Regions from separate parts of the Anas platyrhynchos genome. Here region 1 is linked to region 2. The links are chromatin contacts, called in public Hi-C maps. All regions are on one chromosome and are shown on one strand. Each heading gives the region's core, a stretch centred on a gene start, on an enhancer-like site or on the middle of the called end of the contact. The rest is flanking DNA. Distances are from core to core; before and after follow the strand shown.

Evidence for each region. Hi-C and Micro-C count contacts between places; a contact is called where the count stands out from the background.
Region 1: a Hi-C map of skeletal muscle shows a contact between it and region 2, with 2.2 times the contacts expected there. The contact joins two enhancer-like sites. A contact is called at or near these places in 2 of 8 Hi-C or Micro-C datasets (skeletal muscle and subcutaneous adipose tissue).

What each region holds. Positions count from the first base shown.
Region 1 is chr16:6,088,552-6,094,487 of IASCAAS_PekinDuck_T2T, reverse strand. The region is part of intron 6 of MED13L (mediator complex subunit 13L); the gene reads right to left. Among named protein-coding and RNA genes, the nearest start is that of MED13L, 97 kb to the right of the region's middle. Within about 2 kb of position 3,872, at least 2 of the 8 cell types and tissues checked have an H3K27ac peak or open chromatin away from gene starts, as enhancers often do.
Region 2 is chr16:6,015,155-6,020,481 of IASCAAS_PekinDuck_T2T, reverse strand. The region is part of intron 5 of MED13L (mediator complex subunit 13L); the gene reads right to left. Among named protein-coding and RNA genes, the nearest start is that of MED13L, 24 kb to the right of the region's middle. Within about 2 kb of position 1,316, at least 1 of the 8 cell types and tissues checked has an H3K27ac peak or open chromatin away from gene starts, as enhancers often do.

The DNA.
Region 1 (5,936 bases), core at 2,623-5,122, 71 kb before region 2:
TTTTCTTAGACATCTTAAAACTGAGAAAGGTGTTCTGCAACTACAACTCCCCTGGTCTTTGGATATTATAACTCCTTCTCTTATCACTTGCTTTTGAGATCTGTTACTGGCAATAAAACACACAACGAGCAGTAATCCTTCCAATTCAACAGAAAGCATGATACTGCACAGTGAGGTGCACTTCTTTGGGAGGTTACCATTGCCATCAGCTCTACAGCAGATGCACACGTGTATCAGGTGTTTTAGAGTTGTATAATAATTAACATATAATGTAGGAATTGTATGTATTAATAATATGAACTAATAATCCATATAATATGTATAATTCTGCACTCAGAAAGGGTCACCTACACACTGTGCTCCTGTCTCTAATTCAGAAGCTTAAAAGGGCAGAACAGCCACAAGCTGCCATCACCCCAGTAGATACAGTCATTTTCCAGCTATTGGAAACAAAGGGCAGAAGCTAAATGTCATACACAAGATTCAAATTGGGGAAAAGCAGGCAGGCCTTGAGGTCTTGTCTTCCACCTGCCAGACTTCACGCACAAGCGGAGGGTTAGTTTAAGACCAAATGCAAGCCAAAGATCATGGACAGCTTTGCCACACTCCCAGATCTGTTTCTGAAGTGCAACCTGAAGGAAACAAGGAGGGTTACCACCCCTCACTTGATTGAACCTTCTTTTCTGCATACTGGGATTGCGTTACCCATTCCCATTTAGTGCAATCAAGGTTACAGACCCACATTAACTTCTCACTTTCAAAACATTTTTGGGTCAGTATGGCTGAGTTAGATTCCTAGGCCCGGCATACTTTAGAAATGTTGCCCCTCTGCTGCAGGACTGACTGCCAGCCAAAACATGGCTGTGTTGACAAGCTCCAAACAGGTAAACAGCAGCTACTGTAACAAGGAATAATATTAAGAATTAACCCTCCCTCAAGGATAAGGCTATCCTTCCTGCAATCCCAAGTCCAGTGTCAAAGAGTAATAAAAAGCAGGCAAGTCTACAAGCCCACCTCCAAACCCCAAGAACACAGTGTAGCACGATGCAGAAACACCAAACAGAAGTGGCACCAAGGACTGCACAGCCACTTGAGGAACGCCTGCAGGACACAACCCGAGATGGAGGTCCCAGACGTGCCTTGGTCACAGTGCCCAGGCTCTGCCAGCTGGCCCCTGGAGCAGACCCAACCAAAGCCACCCGAGGACCCGTGGTGTGGCCACAGCCATGCAGCTCTTCGCCTCCAAGTGCTTCTGTGCATCTGGCTCCGTGCTCCATTGCATAAGGACACAAAAATGCTGCTTTTCCAAAACCATTATTAAAAATGAGGCTTTATTTTATTTAAAATGTACTCCTGTTTAAAAACACTGCTTCAAAGAGATTGTAATTCAGCCCACTTCATTTTTCCTTAATATTTCAGTAAATAACAGCCATCTATTTATGCATCCTGAAAGAAAGACCTTAGCTGTCAAGCAGAAGGACCTACGCACGGAGCTCTTTGCAAAGACTTAATTGAAATTAGAGCTGACACTGTGATCCCAGCAATCTTCGCATGCCCTAAGCCGAAACTCTGTTCTGGCTGACCATGCAGCCCACGTCGCCGTGCATTAGCTTCAGATACCGCTCGCGCAGCAGTGAAGTGTTTCGTCCTTTTGTGCTTGCCTTAGGCCACAGCCTCCTTTCACGTACATCAAACCATCTCCGCTGGACACTCCAGAAATTTAACAAGCAATCCAGGATGCTGACTGACTAAGATGGGGAATCTGTGAGATCATTAACAAATGCAAGAGAAAAACGAAGTAAAAATCTGTTGCCAGGATGTCTTAAACGACAAGTAGATGCTGTAAAGGACATTTTGCCTTTCTGTCAAAGATTTTTGTGACAAAAATACACATTCACCTATATACCCAACAGACTGCCTGCAAGAACTGTGTGTGTTCTTCATGTAGTCAATAATCAGCTGGTTTTATGCATATGATAAATCACTCCCTGAAATCCTCACCTACAGAGGATGGAAGCAAAAATGCTGTACCTTGCTGACTTGGTCATGCTATAGAAGCAAAAAGCAACTCCTGAATTCATACACAAACACTCCCATCATTGCTAAATACCAGTCACAGAGCTCATGTTTAAGCTGTAAATTAACAATGAAAAGTCCCCATCTGAAATACCACATCAAGCTGGCAGCCCTGCTCAGCTTGATCTTTCTTGGCCAAAGCACTCCACTGGCTTGTAACACTTAAACCTAATCTGACAGCAAATGAGGCTTCCAACGGAAAATTACTGAAAGGCTGGGGTTTGCTTATTTTTTCCCCCAAGGAGAAAATGAAGGACCAGAAATGTATCTTGTTGAATATTTACTGAAGTACATATTCCCTACTCTGGTCAAAAGGAATTATCAAACATAATCATAAGATCAATGATAAATGTTACTGACAATCACATTTGTTTTCTTTTACGCCTTCCCCCTTGCTTATTTGATATCCATATAACCTATAAAATGCCTTCACCTTTAAGAAGAGAGCTTTACAATTACTCTAGATATTAGTCTGCTGGCTTAAAAATCCAGATATAATAAATTTAAGTTTCTACAAAACTTAGAGGTTGTTTAAACAGGGTAGCAAATATGGGGATAATCCCCATTTAATAGCTAGATCCATTTGCTCTGAGCCACCATCTGAAGAATTAGCTCTCAATAGGATCACAGCAGTGCCTCTTTCCCATAAACTTAATTCTACAGATGCATGAAGACTTCTCTAGTACTTTGCAGAAAGCGTAGTGAGAAGCAAAATTTATCTTGATTTTACAAGTAAGCAGTATGTAAGCTCTTTTTTCCTTCCATTATTATTATTACATTGAAGCATTACCATATTCAAATTGTAAATACACAGTTTTTTTTCTAACAATTATTACAGAAGATCTACAGCTCTAAAGTAATTGCACCACCTCTGTTTTAGTTAAAAATAAATTTAGGAAGCAAATAAACAAAGCCACTACCACTGCATTTAACCTGAATTTCCAGATCTTATTTTGAGTCATGGAAGCCAGGTTTTACTAGTGACTTCAGAAAGGAATTAAAATTAGGTCGGCATGGATAGTTCTGGAAAATTATGTTTATTTACTCATGCAATATTCAAATCAACCAAATTACAAAACTTACCAGAACCTAAGTAGACAACGCATTAAGTTCCTACCTTTACGCATAAGAAATAATTTCACAACTGGTGATAGTTTTCGAGACAGAACAGTAAGAGAGACAGACAAATTATTTAACAAGTACTTAATTTCCACTGGAATTTTTCTCAACATAAAGCAGAAAGACTCTCATACTGCAATGGGAAAACAAGTTTGGTAAAGCAGCATTTTATACCTAAAATTCTCATCCCTGACAAATTTGCAAAGAATTCTCAGCAAATCTGTAAGGCAATATATACTTTATGTTCTCACTACTGTCATTTTTTTTGCTTTTCACAAGAACTGCTTTGAATGTCTTTTCTTTTGACAAGGTGTCATTGCAATGATATATTTATTCTGTATTTAAGACAAATCTACCCCACTCAACTTACTCCTGGTCTCTATATATTTTAAAATGCCTTTTAACATGCTATCAGTCACAGATTAACTCCAGACTTCACTTACTGCATTGCTTCACTGCACGCTGCCAGCAGTAGCTCAAGCCAGCTATCACAGCCATAGCACTGCTACACCCATGGGTGCCACGGGTGGCTTGTGAGACAAGGTTAAGGACAATATTTAGCACATACATGCACCCAGCAACCTCGCAAACATTCTTCATGCTCAGTGTTTGAAACACTAAGATCCTGATTAACTGATAGCATCTCCTTTCTCGTACTGTTCCAGAAGCTCAGAACTCTCAAGATGTTCTCTCCGTGTCCTGCGTCCTCAGCCAGGGACACCTTACATCAACAACACTCACTCTCAGATATTGACATCAGAGATGGTTAGAAAAGAATCATAACTGTATGAACAATAACATTAAAAAGATCTAACAAGAGGCAGATGTTTATGAAATACAAATAGATTAAATCACCACTTTGGTCTTTAAAGATGCTCCCCAATACATGCGGCCCATTTCTGTTTCAGGATTCCAGGTTCACATCTTGGTTCACACAAGGTGTCATGTCTGCTAGTAGTACTGGGACACCATCCTCCAACCCCAAATTGGACAAGCAAATAAGATGACAATAGCCAAGTACTGACAAGATTAATGAAAATTTCTTTGAACCTACTCCTTGCTTAATTCTCAGCAGCTCTCGCTTACAAGAAGTGAGCAGCTCAAAATAGCAGCGATGCTTTCCTGTAACAAACACAGCCAAATGCCATCTACACGGTGACTGAGGCATTTTTGAGATGACTGAACCCCTTACAAGTAATTATGAAATGAGATACTAAGTGAGAAAAGGATTTAAGTATGTGCTTAAATGATATGCTAAAGAACAGGATTATTTACCTGTTTTGCTAAACGCACTCTGAGGAATATTTTGGAAGCAGAGGCTACTGAAATACGGGAAGCACCAAAGAGTATAGACAGGTACTTGTAAATGAGCTATCTTGGCAAAAGTTACAGAAGCAAATTTACCTAGGCTTAACTAAGGGGAAAAATGAGTTTTCTTTTAGTTTGGTTCATTTTTAAACCACAAGTTGTGAGAAAAGACGTGGAAGTGACAGGCATCATCCTGTAGTTGTTTATTAAATTTACTTCCATGTATCAAAGGAAGATGTAGATATATATACACACATAAACAAGAGTTGTCTTACAGTCTTCACCACCCTTTAAAATATTAAATCAATTTTCAAATAGATTCACTACTCACGGAAATATTACAGAAAGCTCCACAGACCATTTTAAACAAAATGAAAAACTACATTAAGTACTCATAATGCTTAGGAATGATACCTTCCAAACTCCGCGATATTCATGTCAAACAAGTGTGCACTGAAGCCTTGGAACACACAAAGGCTTTTCAGTGGAAGCTGTTAATTTAGTACTGGCTGGCTGCCCAGTGGATACCAGAATACATTTTAATCCAAACAACAGAATGGGAGGGAGGAAGCTCAAAAGCAATTTCAAATCTATCAAGATTGAAATATTACCTCAATACAATAACAACATTTTTACTTTGGGAGTTCTGCCAAAATAGAATAGTTACCCTACAGTAACTATTGCTCTTTGGTATGTTATTTTTAACAGAGGAGTACACCTACCATCTGAGTTGGCTGTCTTCTGAGCAGCTAGAAATACCAAGGAGTGCAGGGGATCCAACACCTACAAGAGCCATAGGCAAATCGGTCGGGAGGATCCCCCTGCAGACTGCTGGCAAGAGGCATCCTTCCATGATCTTACTGGTAAGGAATTGCAGATTCACCAGTCAAAGAGGTACAGCAGTACCATTTGCCTGATTTTGGCACATGACCCAAGAATTACAGTCAAAGAATACAGTCCTCTTTGCTGGCTCACCTCTCCCACATTTTTAGATTCCTGAAACAAGCAGAGCCAATTTTGACATTAGCTGCAAAGTCCTAGTGGTACAGACAGAAGTTGTTTCAAAACCTCTTTGCTATGCCTCGAAATTTAGCAGAACTGTTGACGACACAAGCTCAGCACCCAAAGCTAAGCAGTAAATTGGAGAGAGAAATTCACTGCAGACGTAACGATGGAGCCGCAGAGCACTGCGCAGCGCAGGCTGCACGCACACCCCAGTAGGCACGAGCATCAAATGTTTTGTCACACAAGACCACACAAAGTGCCAATAGCAAAATATCCAGCAAGGAAAAGGTTCATTTAACAACAAAACCAGAGACTACTGCAATTATATTTGCAAGGTACGATTCTTATTTCTACCTCCCAGTTTGACTCAATTTAACTGATTATCATTTTTTATAGTTAAAGTAGCAGGAGAAAAAAAAAAAAAGATC
Region 2 (5,327 bases), core at 67-2,566:
ACCATGGCATCACCAAGTCCCAAATCCCACTGTGCTGGACTCTGCGGGAAAACAGCAGCGCACGGCTCATGCAGAGAACGCGAAGGGGGGAAGGAATACGGGGATCGAAAGAGTACAAAGCTGAGCTGGTCGGCCTCAGGACAAGAGCCAGGACAGACCTGCACCTAGCCAGAGCTACTCAGTTGCCTGCAGGCATCACACACACAAGATTAAGAAAGGGTTCAGGACAGCAATGCAGTTAAGTCCATGGACATCGACTAGTAACCTTACTCAAACACCACGAGCTAGAAAAAAACTAGGAAAACAATCAAAAGATGGTAGTTGGTAGTTCACTTTTGATGACAACAGCACCTATGGGAGTTAGGATTCACTTGGTACAAACAAAAAAAAAAAAAATCAAAGGCAGAACAGGGCTGACACCTTTGGAAGAAGTCCCAGTAATGCAGGAGATGTAAGAGCAAGGGAAGACAACGAGAGAAAGCAGGGGCACAACACGGTCCCAGCCACAGGATGGGACAGAAAACTGCAGCAGCGTTCTCGGTAAGAGCAGGGATGGTTTAGGCAAACAGACAAAAGGATGCTGCCACAGCTAAGGGGGTAGAAGTGAAGACAGGGTGGGGATTCCCTGCAGCAACCAAGGCAGAGCAGAGACAGAAGGTTGAGAGCTCTCAGCAGCAACCAGAAAGCTTTCCCCAACAAGCACAAGTGTTCGGCTGGTTACAAAGTATGCCATGCCTGTAACATTGATACCTCCGGGCATTTAAAGAGCAGTCTATCTACACATACACACACCCTTCACCAAGGAATAGCATTTCTGAATAATTAGAGATACAAAGAAAAGGGAAGAACATCCATAAAAATTCCTTTTTCACCTAGTGACCAACCCGATCCAGTTAACAGCCAGCAGCTATCTCACAGAATTTTCTTCCCTGAAGTTTAAAGATTTCAGTTTCTATAGATTTCTTCAAGATAATTGTATTGTAAAGAAGGAAAATAATAGAAGAAAGGTCTACGTATAGGATTAAAGAGTTCCTTCTTTAATCTCTCTCACATGAGGAGGTGCTCTCAGAAGCAGAAGGGAAAGAAAAAAACCCTTGGGATCAAAACGTTGTTGAGAACCGGGGTTCTGATGTCAATGCTGCACCAGTTATGTAGAAACATCCAGAAAGGTTTTTTCAGCTAGTGTTAGAGCAAGTGAAAGTTGTGTTTCCTAAAAAAAAAAAAAAAAAAAAAAATCCTAGATAAGCAGGTCAGCCGCATCACTGCAATGTGAGTATTTTCTGAGTTGTGCTAATGCTGACAGCAGCCCTCTCTGCAAAGGACTCATGCTGCTACAAGAAGCAGGACCTGGTCCTTGGGCAAGGTTTCCCAGCCCCGTGTGCACGCTCAGAACCTCACCAGAGGTCAAGAAATCTTCCCGCAAATATTTCCCACTGGCTAGCTCGGGACCCTTGGGCACGCCTTGTCCTGATCCGCAAATATAACTCCTCCTCATTTTCCTCGTGTGTTATTCAGAAGAGGTCGGTTACCCAACACATCGACTCCATCCCCAAGGGGGGGGCAGGCTGAAGGTAGCACCGCTCCGAAGGCCGCTCTGCCCCAACCTCTTTGGGAACCCACAGCTATTTTCTTTAAGTTCACACCTGGAGGGACACCGTTAAACTCCTGAATACTCTCCAACAGGACAAAAAAAGTCTACCCCTGGAGATTCTTCCAATTCCAAATAAATAATCTCCTGTGAGATTAAAGTGAGCAAGCTTTCTAATGTAGCTTTCCTACTTCTATCCTGTTACCCAATAAAACTCAGAAGAAAAAGTAACTGAAGAATCCAATACTGCTGGGAAATTTCAGAAGTTAATTCCATTTCTTAAAAATATATACATAAAGTCACACCTCCGTAAAATGTGAAACAAGCACGATACCTACCACGGAGAGAGGCAGCATCCTACCTGCCTTGCAGCCCCACGCTTATAACCAAGAGCTAATACGGGTTCATTTCCTACTGCTTATGGATTTGGTTGGGCAACCAACCATTTACAATGAAGTCTTTTACTGATAGTTATGCACCACCAAAGAGAACCAAGAGAACTTCTACAGCAATCTCTGCATTCCTGACCTTCGCTTTCAGATGCCACAAAAAACCTTTAAGCACAAATTTCAAACACCCTCTCGGATCCCCTTGGCCCCTTTCAGTTTCATTATGAAAACAGCCACAAGACCCACTGATCGTAGTCAGCTCCTGTCACTGCTGTTGAGCCAAATGCAGAACCCCCCCAGCAACCCTATAAGTTCGACTTGGAGCACCAACAGAAGCAAAGACCAAATCCCTGTTCTCCAGCCCTTTCTTGCAGCAGGTTTCTGTAAGAATGCATTTAAACAAGTGCTCCTGACCTCTTTGCTAGCAGATGCTATAAAGCGTTACATAAATCCGTATCACTTCCCAAGCACACCATCGTGTTCTCCAGGCTGAAGCCTCCCACAGCACCTAACCTTCCACCACACGAAAGCTGCTCCAGATTTTCGGTCACTCCTGACACCTTGCTGCCCGCTTTCTCCAGCTGCAGCACACAAGTTATTGTGCAACCTCAGCCCCATTTCAGAGAGCGACTCGTGCCTGTTGATCACTACAGCAGCCAAGCCGGACAGGTGAGGAAACGTCTCGGTACCTCATGCAAGCCTTTACCTTCATGTGATTAACCCTTATGCACAGGAAGAATCAAATTAATTTCAGTAAGGCTACCTCTGTGATTCAGGATTATTCAGAGGAGGATGGTATTAAAACTCCAAGCCCAGCATGTTACCTCGCAGCATTTTGTCTGGAGGTAGTTAATAGCCAACTCTTCATTAGGATTTAAATAAGAAAGTGTTAAGGGCCAGTTTATTAAGTAATGTTTTGACAAACAAACAGCCTTTTTTCCAAAACAGCAGCAGACATTTTGACTGCTGCCGAAACAGTTTGGATAAATATCATTTCTTCTCCTGCTGGGCTAGAAGTGCAGCCGCTGGTGTGTTTTAATGAGCCCATCTCTCCACGGAGCGCAGACAAGTTCTCATCCAAGGTGCACTCCGATGACAAATATCCAAAGCGACCCTTGCATCATCTTGCTCAAAGACGCTTGACGTTTACAGCAGAAGCCCAGATGTCTTTGTGCACGCTGCCCTGCCCGGCAGAGCACACACACACACACCACCCCGTTTTCTCGAAGGGCGCTGGATTCCTGCCTCAGCACAGAACAATGCACGGCGCAGGCTGCAGCCCTGCGCATCGCCGTGTCCAGGGGGACACCTCACGACACGCAGCTGCGCAAGCCCGAGAGCTCTTTCGTGGCTGGATGCTCAGAGCTGGGTTTGTCAGACTCACGTCAGGCTACGCCTTCCCCTCACGTGAAATACTGTAAGCTACAAACCTGCGCACGTTCTGGACATCACCAATAAAGCAGAATCGGTTACTAGAAAGCTTTAGGTAATGTTTTTCATACAAACGTAAAATACTTTCAGAAATTATTTCCCCTGAAGAGACTCAAATAAAAAGCAGTGTCTGTCATCTCTCTAAGCTGCCTGCAGCTGACAGAAAAATAAGCTACAATTCCCGAACTGCCAAAGCAACCCAAATCCACGACAGCGACCAGCACAGACTCGCAGCAGAGCCTGGGCTGCTCTGGGCAGGGAAGACACCGCTCCTCAGAAACCAGTGCTCGTGGGATGAAGTGTGCCTCAACACCAGCACGCAGACATCCCATTTCTGAGCTGCAGCTCTCCAGGCGAGAGCATTCCTTCTCGATTCCAGCCCAAAACAAAGCGGGAGATAAACAATGACCTCTAGCAGCCGGCGCCTACCAGCAGGACGGGTTTCAGACAGTCTCACAACACACCTAAAGAAGGGTGATTTCCCATCCCCGGCTGGCAGGGTTGTGCACCCTCTTCTGCTGCTGCACTGTAAAAGTAAATGATTGGCAAAAGCTTCTCTAATTAGTAATCCAGACTACTGTAGCTTTAACACTTCATAAATTTTTAAAAGAATATGACAATCTGAGGTGAAAAGGTCAACTGCTGTCAGCTACAGGTTCCCAGTCAGTATTTCCTTTCCCAGTACCCCGCACTGGTACGTAAACCCCGACAAACAGTGATGTAACTGAAAGTAACTCACACTAACAGTCACCATGTGTTTGTATATATGCATGTATATACATTAAAGATACTATTTAACTGGATACTTTTTGCACATAGGGCCAGGAAACAATAAAAGCATTGCAGTTGGATGCACAGCACCACACACCAGGTATGGAGAGCTCCCACAAAGTCACACAGGAGATTAAAGGGTGGCACATTAAACTCATTATCATTAGTAAGCCCACTCGCAAAAGAATTCAGCTGGATTTATTTTGACAGTGTTACGCACCCGTGTAAAGATTTCACATTTCCCTAGTAGGGTGAAAAAACAAAGCAGACAGACCAAACCACAGCGACTATGAAATAACTCCACATTCTAACGCGCGCTAATTGCACACCGCCAATTAACGTTGGCGGTGACAGATCTGCAGTTTGCAGCTACGTGAAGTTATGCTCCTCAGAAACACGCTAATCGATTTTCCGTGAATAAACGGGGACCTCACAACTCTACACATAAAGGATAAACATTCACTACCTCGCTCTTACAACCTGATCCAATCGTCTCCCTCGTGCTTATGGTTTTTTCTCTGCGTGTATTCAGGATCACTGTAACAATCCCTGCACCTCCACACACGTAGCGCTGCCACACACCGGCATGTCCCAGAAAACTCTGTCAAGCAGAAGCCTACGTACAAGCCTAAGTAACGTAAAAGTTCATCAAAGAGCCAGAAATAAGAACTGCGTTTATTCTCACAGAAGAACCTCTGGGCCAGTTTCCTAGCAGCATAAGTGACGACAGCACTTGTCCCAAATTCTCAGTAGGTATGAGCAAAATACAGTAAGCACACAGACATAAACAAGCCATCAGGAGCAGAATAACAAACATACAGCAACAGAAAAAAAATATTAAACAAAAAGATTGATCATTCACATTTTGAGTTCATTTTCTTCCCCCCTCCCCCTTAATTCCTAGAAAAGCTAACATGAGTCTCTTCCTTTCTGTTGGAAAGGAAAGCAAAACCTAAAAATCAACGTGTTCACCCACCTCCAATTCTCCTAGAGCACCGGCTTAGGGAGATGCTACCCACCAAGAGCTTTTGTATCCTACAGCCAAGCCTGCGTTCCAAGTTTGTGGTAGCTGTACCATGCCACGCACCGTGAGCTCCTCCTTCCCCCTGCCCCAGCAGCAGGAGAAGGCTCGGGCTGATCCAGCAGCC